3 separate regions of the Mus musculus genome follow, and all the other regions are linked to region 2. The links are chromatin contacts, called in public promoter capture Hi-C maps. All regions are on one chromosome and are shown on one strand. Each heading gives the region's core, a stretch centred on a gene start, on an enhancer-like site or on the middle of the called end of the contact. The rest is flanking DNA. Distances are from core to core; before and after follow the strand shown. Region 1 has its middle 100 kb from the start of Esr1. Region 2 holds the start of Mthfd1l (methylenetetrahydrofolate dehydrogenase (NADP+ dependent) 1-like). Region 3 overlaps Ppp1r14c (protein phosphatase 1, regulatory inhibitor subunit 14C).

Region 1 (4,304 bases), core at 677-3,176, 630 kb after region 2:
CCCTGGACTTCAGCATACCACCTGCATACCTAAGAACCCCAAAGTCTTATTTAACTCCAATCCTTTCCACCGACCACTAAAACGCCATTTGGTTATCTAATTGCTTCCTCAAATCTGGTATGTCTAAAACTAAATTCTGGAAACTTCTTTTTTCCTTTAAACCTATACATTTTGGGGATTTTCCTGTCTCTCTTGATGCTTGGTTTGCATTGGGATTTCTTGAGGTCTGAACATTGGAGTCATTTTGGCTTCTTTTCTTTTTACCAGGCATCTAATCTGTCAGCAATCATGTTGGCTCTGCCTTTCAAATGAACCCAGCATATAAGAAGAGGCCCCCATTTACCACTCCCACTCTTATCTAAGTACCTTCGCTTCCCAGCTCCTGCTGTGGGCAAATGCTAGGGTCCTTCCTAAAGTCATATGTTGAAATTATGAGTTATGACGGGATGGCATCAGGAGGTGTTAGGAGGAGATCAGTATGATGGAGCTCGTAAGAAGAGACAGGAGCGCTTGCTTCCTAGCCAGCTTCCTGTGTTCCCTGATATGTGAGGTATAAGTGAGTGTCCTCCCTGTCTCTATTCCATGCACCCCTTTATCTCATCTCCAGCATCCTTTGACCATGTCTGTCTATCTCATTGACTATAATATTCATCAGCTTGGGATACTGTAACACATATCATAATCTAGGTGACTTAAAAGGTGGACATTTCTCATAGTTCTGGAAGCTAGAAGACTGAGATCCATCCATTTACTAGTATGTTCTGGTCCTCATGGGGGCTCCCTTCTGGGGTCCTGGAAATTATCTTCCTCCTGTGGTTTTATACAATGAAAAGACCCCAATAACTCTCCTTTACAAAGGCACTAGTCCTTCAGGAGAGCCCCCACCTCATGAACCAACAACCATTTGCCAATTCCACCTATTTGGGTTTTAAGATTTCAGCATGCATATGAGGTTTTTTTATTGGGAGGGGTAGGTGGAATATAAACTTTAAATCCATAAAAATTTGCATCTTACCCTTACTGTATGGGAATCTAATCTCTGCAAGGTCAGCTCTTCATTTGTTTCCACGGACACAACAGTCAGAATGGTACCTGGCACACTGTGGGTATGCAGTGAATGATTTGTGGTTGGAAAAGATGAACTGGAATACACAATCTCTAAGAACCTATCCAAGCAACTGGGGTAGCTTTGTTCCCTTGTGACCAAGTCTTGCCTTGACTCCTAGTCTCCCAGGGGTGGAATTCCCTACCCACGGGAAAGCTAGAAGCTCTTTTATTTCTATTGACTGAGACATGCCTACACTGCCTGGGATGGCTTCGGGTCACTTTGTTCAAAGCACTCTGGTCCTGTCTACTCATCTCTTATAGTCTCTTCTCCTGGTCTGGATCTTAACTTCTTACTTTCCCCTTAAACACGAGCACCACTGCTCCCCCCACCCCCCACTCACTACTCAGCTCCTGTAGCGGTGATGCATTGGTCCTAGCCCTGCCTGGGCACAGCTTTGAGTGATTTTTGTTTTGACTTCTGGTGGGCCTGCTTTGCAGACCCTAAAATAATGATCCTTTCTAAGGTTGTGCAATGTGTGAGAGGCAGCATAGACACCTGAGTATGAGTGGGTGGAAGTGGTTTCAAAACAACTAAGAGAATCCTGGACATTGCCCCATGCCTGTGTCGGTGTCATCTCCCCCACTCCCTATTGGTCTGACAGGTTGGTATGTCCAAAACACATAGTAGGACACAAAGGCCTGAACTCAGTATTACAGTATCAGAAGGATTCCCTATGGAGGGCTGGGTGAGGGGAGGATGTATGTGTGAGGGTTTGTGACTCCAGACTCTGCCCTTTTCAGTGCCTTCTGAAAGCACTGTCCTTAGATTGCTTTAGGCCTGCTAGGTTACTGAGGATCATCTGAGTTCTTGGGTGTAAGGCCATTGCCAGGGCTCTGACTGTTGACCTTGTCAGACAGAAACCTGGAGAAGCACCCACGACTGTGGAAATTGGTGGTTGTTCCTGGACTATTTCACAATACCGTTCTCCAGGAAAGAGGAAAAAAAAATAGGCCTTATTCTTCTTGCCTGCAGCATTACATAACCTAACTCTAACCCTGCTGGTTCAAACACTGTTCTTTTTCTTCTTTTTCTCTTTTTTGTTCCCCTGAGTAAATAGTTGTTCATACACACACAGGGTGTAAATAGTTCATACACACATAGGGCCCAGGCTGCCTTCTCCACTCCTGTGCTTTTGAGGGAATGGCTACTCTGTTGAATGGTGCCCACAGCTGGACACTAGCCAGAGCTTCATTTATGCATCTTCCTTAGAGTATGGATTTTACCAGGACACCTATTAATTATCTCAATGCATAGAAAGCCAGCTTCTACTTGTAGTTAATGCCATGGCTTTGGAAAACCTACTTATCATTTGAAGCCTGACATCTGTTGTTTAAGTGATGTCTCCTAAGGACAGAGCCCTGCACAAGGCACTGGAAAGGGCAGAGTCTGGAGTCACAAACCCTCACAGAGATATCTTCCCCTCGCCTAGCCCTCCATAGGGAAACTTTCTGATACTGTAATCCTTTCTGTTCAGGCCTTTGTGTCCTACTATGTGCTTTGGGCATCCCATCAACTATCTTCTCACACCCAGGCAACTCTTTTATAGCGTGTCTATGCCTTCCTTCTCCTTTTACTTCCTTTGTGCTTCTATGGGAGAAAGTAGATAACATCATTGATTTTCCAAGAACTACTCTCACATCTTTGTTTCCTGCGATACAATGTTTGCCTGGTGTGAGCAGGAGGGTCAGATTGGATCTGCATGTGGCACTCACTCTGAATCTCGGTGAGGTTTTTACAAATCGTGAAGAAATGACATATGTGACTGTGATTTTGATTTAAAGTGACAGCACCATTCATTTGATTCTCAACTTTGTGTAGGCTTCAGAGAAGATCCTACGAAGTTTCCAGACTCTTCCTTCAGAAAAATGCGTGTGTTTATGTGCCCAGAGTTCAGGTAGGATTTTAGGGGTTCCAAGTGTCCTGGAACTACCCGTGTGGGTGTTTGTCTTGGAGGGTGAAGAGAGCAAACCAGTGGAGTACAGGGTGGTTTTATGAAACAGAGTTGGCATTATGTAATAATCAGACAAAGTTTAGTTGAAATAGAAATGATGTGAAACACATTCATACAAAGACCTTTATTATTATACACTTTATGCATGTTTCCCACTTAAGATTATTTAGTAATCTAAATCCTTGCTCTTTATTTCCCAATTTTACTTATTACTGTGAAACTTGGATGCCATGTGCTAGCTCTAATGTAACTTTCTAATTTTTGTGTGTGTGTACTTGTTGTGTATGTGCTTGTGTGAACATGTGTATACTATGTGATTACTTTCCATCGAATTTTTTTGTGACAGAGTTTGTCTTACTTATTTTCCTATTGTGTGAATAGACACCATGACCAAGGCAACTTACGAAAGAAAGCATTTAGGGGCTGGCAAGGTCTCATCGGGTAAGAGCACTGACTGCTCTTCCGACGGTCCTGAGTTCAAATCCCAGCAACCACATGGTGGCTCACAACCATTTGTATTGAGATCTAATGCCCTCTTCTGGTGCATATGAAGTCAGCTACAGTGCACTTATGTGTAATAATAAGTAAATCTTTAAAAAAAAGTTAAAAAAGAAAGCTTTTAATTGGGGTCTCACTCACAGTCTTAGAAGGTGGCCACGGCCATCGTGTCAGGGGACATGGCAGCAGGCAGACAGGCATGGTGCTGGAGCAGTAGCTGAGAGCTTACATCTGGTCCAAAGGCATGAGGCAGAGAGCTAGAAATTGGGTCTGTCATGGATTTTCCAAGAATTCTCAAAGCCACCACCAGTGACACATCTTCTCCAACAAAGCCACACTTCCTCCAACAAGGCCACACCTCCTTCAACAAGGCCACACCCCCTAATCCTTCTCAAACAGTTCTACCAGCTAGGAACTAGGAACATTCAATGTACGAGTTTATGTGGGCCAGTCTCCTTCAGACCACCATAGGGACTCATTGAACCTGATTCAGCTCTGCTGGCCAGTGAGCTGGAGCGATCTACCTGTGATGTCCTCCCCCAGCTGGAATTACAGGCACATGTTGTCATGCTTAACGTTTTACATGGGTGCTAAGGATGCAAACTTGGGTCCTCACACTTCTGTAGCAAGTACTTTGCCAGTGGAGTCATTTCCCCAGATCCTATCTAGAGAATTTTATTCTCTCAGAATTCACTAGTGCTGTTGGGCCAATGGTGTCTACACGGATGCCAATCAAAATCATGGGTG
Region 2 (4,603 bases), core at 93-2,592:
CAGAGTGAGCTTCACATTTCCCACAGCTCTTGTTCCTCTAGACGCACCACAGTCCTGGGAGATGTCGCACAGTATTGAGTTTATTCCACAGATGAGAAATGTTGTGTTTAGGGATCCCCAATCTAAAAGGGACATCTATCAAACCTGCCCTAATAAATGAATGGACATGGCCAGAAGATAGATTCCAATATCCCTTCCATGGGCTCATCTCTAAGGGCTTAAATTCCTCCATGTATAAGCTTCAACTCTTAAAATATGCCTCCATCTCCCAGTAACCAAGAGGGTGACCAGGTTTTTAATATATGGACCTTTGGGACACATATCCAACCTACAGCAGTGAGGAAGGCAGAGGATATCCTGTAAACACTGTCTGACTCAACCTCATCGTAGGCACTTTTCATAGGGAGTAAGTTTCTGTGGCTCCAAGTTCCAACTAGATGTGTGTATTTTTTTTTTTCTTAAACTTTTTACCCTCTTTGGAACCTGCTTGTCCATGCATTTCAAAAACATGGCCCCCGTGTGTCAGTGAGGTGGCTCAACAGGTATAGTCACTTGCTGCCAAACCTATGAAGTTGAGTTCTATCCCTAGAACAATCCTTCTGCCCAGCACCTCAGCACGCCGCTGCTGACCCCAAGATAGAATCAGAGAACTGGTTTCTTCAGGTTGTCCTATCCTTTACTTGCTGCAAGCTCAAGGACACAAGTAAAACTTAAAAAGAGGAAGAGGAGGAGGGCACGTGGAATTGGGCAAGCTCACAGCTCTGCCAGCAAACCAAATGACTTCTCTTGATCGCAGGTTCTCCTGGTTAGAAATCAGACGAATGGCGTTCCATTTCTTACATCTGTTGGGGTTAATAAATATATCTTTCCAGCACACAAGACAGCGTGAGCACTCAAAAAACGGTCTCTGCCTTGCACAAATTCTACCCTACCTCATTTGTGGTCTACAAAGTTACTATGTTATTCCCACTAGCCTTGGAAATTATAAACTTGGAAGACTCAGTCCTAAAACCATTGACGTTAATCTGCTTAAGGCTACAAAACCAGCATTTGCATTGCAAACTCTAAGAACGACATTTAGCCCTAGGCCACCTCCCACGTAATAAACACTTCCTTCTGAAGGTCTAAACTGGACTTAGGACCACTACCTCCTGAGGAAAGTGAGCTGCATTATGAAGACCAAGGGTGGCATCAGGTTTTGAGGCAGAAGGGCTGGCCATACAATCTCAGGGCAAGGGCTCAGCACCACGCTGATGCCCCACCTCCTATGCCTTGACTTTCTGGCAACTCCAACCAAAAGCTTCACGTCCGCTGGCCCCCGCCCTGTTAACGTCACGGCCACTTGGTACAGTGCCCCCTAGGGGCCTCAGTTCCTCCCACGAGGAAGAGTCTAGTCTTTCCTGCTGCTGGCCCTTTACTGTGCCGCTTGGCTCTCTGGTGCCTCCCACGCCAGCCCGGGGAAGAACTTGCAGCCGCATCTCGGCGCCTGGGGATAACCAGTCACCCCGCACTCTGCAGCAGCATGAGCGTCCGCCTCCCTCTCCTGCTTCGCCAGCTCGGCCGCCAGCAGCTGCCCTCGGGCCCGGCGTGTCGCCTCCGTGAGCTGTGTCGCTCAGGCAGCAGAAGCAGCAGCAGCGGAGGTGGTGACCCCGAGGGGTTACGCGGGCGGCGGCTGCAGGATGGCCAAACCTTCAGCAGCCATGGCCCAGGCAATCCGGAAGCCCCCGGGATGGACTCCATCGTCAGGTGAGTGTCCTGTTTGTCTACAGGCAGGTCCCTAGCCAGGGACCCAAGGACCCAATGGCACTCTCGGCCGCTGGGAGACCCGAGGGACCGTTCGTAGGGCGGGAAACAGAGAATGCTTGGTTCCGACTTGCTAGAGACGCCTTGCGATTGGCAGAGAGGGCGTGGGGGCGAAGGGGAACGTCCGGAGTATGGGACCCGGTAGATGAGGGCATCCCCCCCAGCCGGCGCGCGCCTCACGGACCGCACGCCCCGCTCCACGTGCACCGCCCGCCTCCGGCTCTGATGCAACCGCGCCGGGCGTGGCGCCGACAGGAAAAGGGCGGTGCGGCCCTGGGCGGGAGAGAAGCAAGGAGGATGGCCCTACAATCCCGCCACTGCTGATGTCCCACTACTGAAGGAGGGGCGGGCTAAACCCCTTGCGGAAGCCCTCTAGGTCTAGGCGTACGGTCCGCTCCGGAGCATCGCTGCTCAGAGAGCACACAGGTTCCGGTGCAGCAGTATCTGGAAAGTTCATTCTATATCCGGTGGTGATCTGAGCAGAGTCATCTGGTCAGACCCTATAGTGAGTTTGCTAGGCCACTGCTGTGCAGAGGCACCTACCTGCAAAGGGCGGGAAAGCCCTTTTCTGCTTTGATTCCCAACTGGGGCTATGGAAACAAATGAGCAAAAATAATCTGCCCCCAGGGGCTGTCACACATATATCCCGCAACAAGTAGTCATTATTTTTACAATAAACTAAACTAAGCTCTACAAACTTGGTGTAATGAGCATGACAGTAAATACTTAAGGTTCAGTGAACTAAAAAGCAGAATTTAAAATGTTACATGGGTACGTTTGTAATAAGGAAAAACGTTCTCACAGTTTTTTGATAAAATCCAACATTTTATGGACACTGACATTTCAATTTCATGTGGTTTTCACGTGCTATGAAGTATCCTTATTTCTGTTTTTCTACCAGTTGTTTAAAAATGGAAGCTCAGGCTAGGGAGACTGCTCAGTTAAGTACTGAGTAAAAGTACTGGCTGGGGGAAACATGAAGACCTAAGTTCCATCCCCAGTACCCATGTGGGCATGGTGGCATACTCTTGACATCCCAGTCCCTGAGAGGCAGAGAAGGTCAGATCGTGAAGCTCACTGGCCAGCCCACACAGCATAATCCAGACCAATGACAGGTCCTGTATCCAAAATTAAAGTGAGCAACTGTTGAGGGACAGCATCCAGAGTTGACCTATGGCGTGTACACACAACACACATGCATCAGAACATGCATCCTTGAATATATAAGTAAAAACATATGTGTGCATGCACGTGTCCTTAGCTAAATGGGTGGCTCTGCTTCAGAACCAGAGGTCAGTGCTTAGGAATCGGATGCCTTCCTTCTGCAGTGTGCCTGTGTCACTGGGTGTGTGAGCAGGGACAAGCTATTGGTCTTACCATGTTCAACTGCAAATGGAGATCATAATGCCACCTACTTCAATGAAGCAATTCTAAGATTTATACTAACCCAGCAATCTGAATGTGTGTGCTGGAGACAGTCTGGGAGATCCAGTGGTCATGTGAGCTTGAAACCCAGAGTCTTATTACTGAAAAAGAGGAGTTGGGAAGACTATCTGGAGGAAGCAGCTGGGGTCGGCTTTATTTTCACAGCTATTCTGTAACATGTATCTGATAATGGCCAAAGCAAAGAGTTTTAAAACAGCTCTCCACTTCTTTGACCATGGACCCTTTCTCTAAACACTTCTGGCTGTCTTGTGTGGAGATGTCTGTAGAGAGTCGGCTCTGTATTCCTAGAAGGATCCTTTTACCTATGAAAGGGCTGAGAAGTTAAATGAGGACTTTAGTTAACAAGTGCTCTCGGCATTCTGCATCGGGGATGAGGATGAGTGTGCATTGATGATTTTCTCCTGTTTTCTCCTACACTTGGGTGTGGTCACAGCTAGCCTCAGGGAGAATGAGGAGAAATACAGTTGTTAGAACAAGGCAGCTTTGTGCTGAGCTCCTAGGCTTAATGCAGTTAGCCAGGCGGAGGTGACTAAGCCGGTGGTAGAGGCAGAAACTGTGACAGTATCACTAATAGGGGTCACGGTAGTGCAGTATCACTAATAAGGGGTCACGGTAGTGCCGAGCTAAGCTTAAACCTTTACCCACCTGTCTTCAGTAATAGGAAAATTTGAATTTTAGCTACACTGTTCCCAGTCAGAATTGAAGTTTTCTTTCCCAAGGGCATAGACTCATCTTTGGAAACATTTCTGCTACTTTTTGGATGTTTGGGGCCTAGGAATGTTCCCGTATTGTTTATCGCGGCAGGCATCACAGCAAGAAATGGAAACAACATGTGGCCAGTTGTGGGTGGCCAATTATTGCCTTGTTGAGCCCCTTTGTGTAGCTATAACTTCTTTCTGCCCCTTACTTCAACTATTTTAGGTCGGTTTATTTCTATTCTGTGTGTATGGGAGTTTGATCTGCATGTATGTCTGTGCACCAACAATGTGCCTGTTGCCCTCAGAGGCCAAAAAAGGAGGCATCTAAACCTCTGGAACTGGAATTACAGATAGTAGTTAGCCTCTATGTGAGTGTTGGAACTGGAACAGTGGCCCTTTAGAAGAGCAAGTAATGCCCTTAACTGCTGAGTCATTTCTCCAAGCCCTTGACAGCTAACTTAAACCAAGTGATAATTTGTCTATTGGAATATCCCTTTCATTTTTTAAAAATTGGGGCTAGCAATTTTTTAAGTGTAGTTTATGGAGGGTGGGCAAAACTGGAGGGGTTTCTGTTACAAATTCTTATGTTTAAGACCATGACCAGTACCTGACAGGGAGCACCCTGAGGGAAAGGTTTGAGTTTATAGTTCAAGTGG
Region 3 (4,005 bases), core at 1,494-3,993, 540 kb before region 2:
TTGATATGTTGGGTTAGACAAGACTGCTAGGGATATAGTTGAGAAAAAATGAGGGCTGGACTTGGGGCTTAGTGTGGAGTGCTTGCCTGGAATATTAAGTGTTGTCACCTGAGTCCTCTGTCCTGCCCGGCATCACTCTTGGGAGCAGGTGAGAAAGCAGCAGCAAGGTCATTTACTAACTCTTGGGGAACACCCTTTATATTCTCCACCCTCACCCAATTAGCCCTAAGCAAGCATGTCCTCCAAGTGGCAGTTCCTGATTGGCTGCCACTGGCCAATCTCTAGGCTCTCAGGCAGGCTTCATTTTGTCCCTCATGTGAAAGTTGCCTCTGTGGGTGGGGGACAAGGGGAAGTACTTGCTGTTTACTGACTTATGAGGATTTAGCCACCACCCTGCACAGGGTGGAGAGTTCCATCCCCAGTACTAAGGAAACTAAAAGGCAATGGATCATGCAGATGGGTAACATGCAATGTGCAGAGGCATGGGTTGCAGTTGAGAACCAGATTGGAAGGTGCAGAAGGTCGCTTCTTAGATACCCACTCTGTTTTGTTCAGTTCCCCTCTTGGGTAGATGGTTATGTAGGTGGCAAAGCTTAGGCTGTCAGATTTACACTTTGATCAGCCCCATAGACCACTACCCAAACAACCCCCTCTGTGTCCCCTGCTTTTTCCCATGTCTAGGGATCAAAATCAATGACTCACAGCTATGCAGGTAAGTGAACGTGGAGGGTCCTGATCCTGCAACAATATTCATCTAATTTTTTGAGTGTGTGCATTTATGTATGCCTGTTCATGTAGGTGTATGTATGTGTGTGTGAAAGCAATTGTGGCTACCTCGAGGCTAGGGGTCAACCTTGCCTGTCATGCCCAGGTGCTGTCTATCTTGGTCTGCTTTTATGGTTTGTTAGTTCTTTGAGAGAGGATCTGCCAGGTTCCTGGAGCTCTCCATGTGGGCTAGGTAGGTGTCCTGGCTAGTTTTGTGTCAACTTGACACAGCTGGAGTTATCACAGAGAAAGGAGCTTCAGTTGAGGAAATGCCTCCATGAGATCCAGCTGTAAGGCATTTTCTCAATTAGTGATCAAGGGGGAAAGGCCCCTTGTGGATGGTGCCATCTCTGGGCTGGTAGTCTTGGTTCTATAAGAAAGCAGGCTGAGCAAGCCAGTAAAGAACATTTCTCTATGGCCTCTGTATCAGCTCCTGCTTCCTGACCTGCTTGAGTTCCAGTCCTGACTTCCTTGGTGATAAAGAGCAGTATGGAATTGTAAGCTGAATAAACCCTTTCCTCCCCAGCTTGCTTCTTGGTCATGATGTTTGTGCAGTAATAGAAACCCTGACTAAGACAGTAGGTGAGGCTCACTAACCAGAAAGCCCTAGGGAATCCTCCAGGCCTCTGCCTACCCAGTGCTGGGATTAGAGTGTTAACTACCACACCAGGTTGGGGGTTGAATTTCGCTCTTCATGATCTCACAGCAAGCTCTTGGCCAACTGGTTTATCTACTCAATGTCAGCCTCTGGTCTTGATACATAGGCATATGAGATTTAAAAAAAATCAGCCTTTGACTGTTCTGAGAGGAGGGAAATGAGCTGGAGTTCTCAAGAGGGCATCTCTGGATTCTTTTTTTAGCTCATGGTTTCAAAGAATAGAAGTGCTGCCGAGTGAGAGTGTCTATTCAAGTTCATTCATCCTAAAGGATGCTTTGAGAAAGGTGAAATGCTTTGCCTTTTAGTAGATGCTTGTAAGATACAGCTGTGTGACACCTGGACTAGAAAGAAACATACTGGCTTCAATTTTTTCAGAGTCAAGTAGCTCACATTGTATTAACCTATATTGCCCTGTTTGATCCACAGCCATCAGGTGAAGAGGGTTTGGGTAACTTGTCTTCAGTGTCAGAGCAGTAATCCAAGGAGCCAATAGTTGACTCTGAGGTCTAACACTGGAGCTTGTGCTCTGTAGTGCTGTCCTGTTTGTCCTCATGAGTACCTTGTCTCAGAACTTTAGACAATTCTATCTGATCTGAACTAGATGCTAAATAGTTAGGCATCCCTCCTTTTAAAGCAACCATCTCTGGAGGTGCTGTACTTGATCAAAGTTACCTTATACATGATCATGTCACTTGAGAGTTTGGAATGTAAACAAGGCATCTTTGATGATGTAGATAGAGTTGTTTATACTACCTTACCACAGAGGGAGAAGAGATGGTGGAAAGAGAGTGAATTTTGATTTGTGTCTTTGGGGAAAAAACAGCTGGTGCTGCATAATTTTTTAATAAGGCTCTCAACCTCTCTGAGCCTCAATTTCCTCTTGTTATAGAGGCTCCTGTAAATAGAGGTACTCATAACTTCCCCTAGCAATTCAGTAAAGGTTATTTACAGTGATAATTTTAATAGCAATAACGACAATAGCTAATTGATTTATAAGCTTGGAATTAATTATGTACTGAATATGTCTTTATTAATATATTAAACATTTATTAAATCACTCATAGCTTAGTATTTTACACAGACTTAGACTTCCAGAGCAGTTTTAGATTCACAGTGTAATAGACCAGAGGGTATAAAAATTTCCTGTCTATATCCCCAGCTTCCTCAATTATCAACAACCCCCCACCAGAGTGGTGCATTTGTAAGTCCTGATGAGTTCATATTGACACTTGGTAATCACCCACGTCCATAGTCTACATAGGGCTCACACTTGCTCTTGTACCTTCTGTTATACCTTCTGTGGTTTTGAGAACACTCGGCTTGTTTTCATCGTAACTGTGTCATACAGAGTAGCTTCACTGCCCTGCATTCTACACTGCCCTGCATTCTACACTGCCCTGCATTCTGCACTGCCCTGCATTCTGCCCTCCTATCCCTTTCCTCCTTGCAGGCCCACACAACACTGTCTTTGCTGACCCCATGATTTCCTGCTGTTGGCATCCAGCTGGAGTCTTGCAAGATGTTACCCCCACAGCCTGACTTCTTCATACTCAGACATTTCAGTCTCCTCCATGGCTTTCCATAGTTTGACAGCTCACTCTATTTTAGTTCTAGATGATAACCCCAGGTCTATACCTAGTGCTCACACATTAAAGGATGCTTGACTTGCTTTCAAGTGTTGGCAGTGCTGCTCTGAATACTCTTGTGCAGGCTTTTGTAATGATAAGTTTCCATGTCCTTGGGGTAAATTCCAAGGTACGTGTATTGTACCTTAAGACTATATTTGGATTTGTGGGAACATACCAGACCCTTTTGAGGTAGGCAGATGGTTTTTTGTTCTCATCAGGAATGAATGTTCCTCCTTCTTCAAGTCATCCACAACACATTAACAACATGTTGTTAATGTTCTCGACTTGTGGTCGTTCTGAGAGGTGCATATTGATATATCTTTGTTTTTAATCTAAATTTTCCTAAGACATGTCATATGGAGCACTTACTTGTATACACATTTGCTACCTATATATTCCCTTAGGGGAGAGATATCTAGTGAGGACTCTAGTTCAATTTTTTTTAATGGGGTTTTTGTTTTTGCTGATGTTAGATATCAAGATGACTTTATTTTTATTTTTTATCTTATGTCTCTGAGTGTTTCATCTGCATGCATTTAAGTGGATCACATTCATGCAGTGCCCACAGTGACGGAAAGAGGATTTCAGATTCCCTGGAACTAGAGCTACAGGCAGCTGTGAGCCACTATGTGAGGGGCTAGACACCGGACCCAGGCCCCCTGTAACAGCAGCAATTGTCCTTAACCACTGAGCTGCCTCTCCAGCTCCTGCTGTTGAGTTTTAAAAATTCTTCAAGGCTGAAGATAGAGATAATTGGTATAATAGTTGTGTATCATATACAAAGGGGAGAGTGGGAAACTCAGTTTGTCTTGGCCTCCAGGCTTTTATTAATGGGAATGTCTTTTCTTCCACTCTGTTCTTTCTCTCTGGAGTGTCTTTTATACAACAGTTTATTTAGCGAAGCCCAACTTATCAGTGCTCTCTTGCATGGATTTTTTTCTTTGCCTTTGTTGA

What was found. Promoter capture Hi-C pulls out the DNA fragments that hold promoters and counts their contacts.
Region 1: a contact with region 2 is called in a promoter capture Hi-C map of liver, with 2.4 times the contacts expected there. The contact joins the enhancer-like site here to the promoter of Mthfd1l in region 2. A contact is called at or near these places in 6 of 39 promoter capture datasets (cranial neural crest, embryonic stem cells, liver and 3 more) and 1 of 115 datasets of contacts at active chromatin or transcription factors (memory CD8 T cells).
Region 3: a contact with region 2 is called in a promoter capture Hi-C map of hippocampal neurons, with 2.7 times the contacts expected there. The contact joins the enhancer-like site here to the promoter of Mthfd1l in region 2. A contact is called at or near these places in 4 of 39 promoter capture datasets (the HPC-7 cell line, hippocampal neurons and liver) and 2 of 115 datasets of contacts at active chromatin or transcription factors (astrocytes and stem cell-derived neural progenitor cells).

Annotation. Positions count from the first base shown.
Region 1 is chr10:4,603,070-4,607,373 of GRCm38.p6, forward strand. No RefSeq gene overlaps it. Among named protein-coding and RNA genes, the nearest start is that of Esr1, 100 kb to the right of the region's middle. Within about 2 kb of position 1,927, at least 6 of the 459 cell types and tissues checked have an H3K27ac peak or open chromatin away from gene starts, as enhancers often do. A contact at or near this core is called in liver, where this site is marked.
Region 2 is chr10:3,971,733-3,976,335 of GRCm38.p6, forward strand. It overlaps Mthfd1l (methylenetetrahydrofolate dehydrogenase (NADP+ dependent) 1-like), which reads left to right and starts at 1,343. Exons shown (of 28, transcript NM_172308.4): 1 at 1,343-1,746. The coding sequence starts at 1,523.
Region 3 is chr10:3,428,023-3,432,027 of GRCm38.p6, forward strand. All of the region lies in intron 3 of Ppp1r14c (protein phosphatase 1, regulatory inhibitor subunit 14C), which reads left to right. Among named protein-coding and RNA genes, the nearest start is that of Gm29987, 53 kb to the right of the region's middle. Within about 2 kb of position 2,744, at least 3 of the 459 cell types and tissues checked have an H3K27ac peak or open chromatin away from gene starts, as enhancers often do. A contact at or near this core is called in hippocampal neurons, where this site is marked.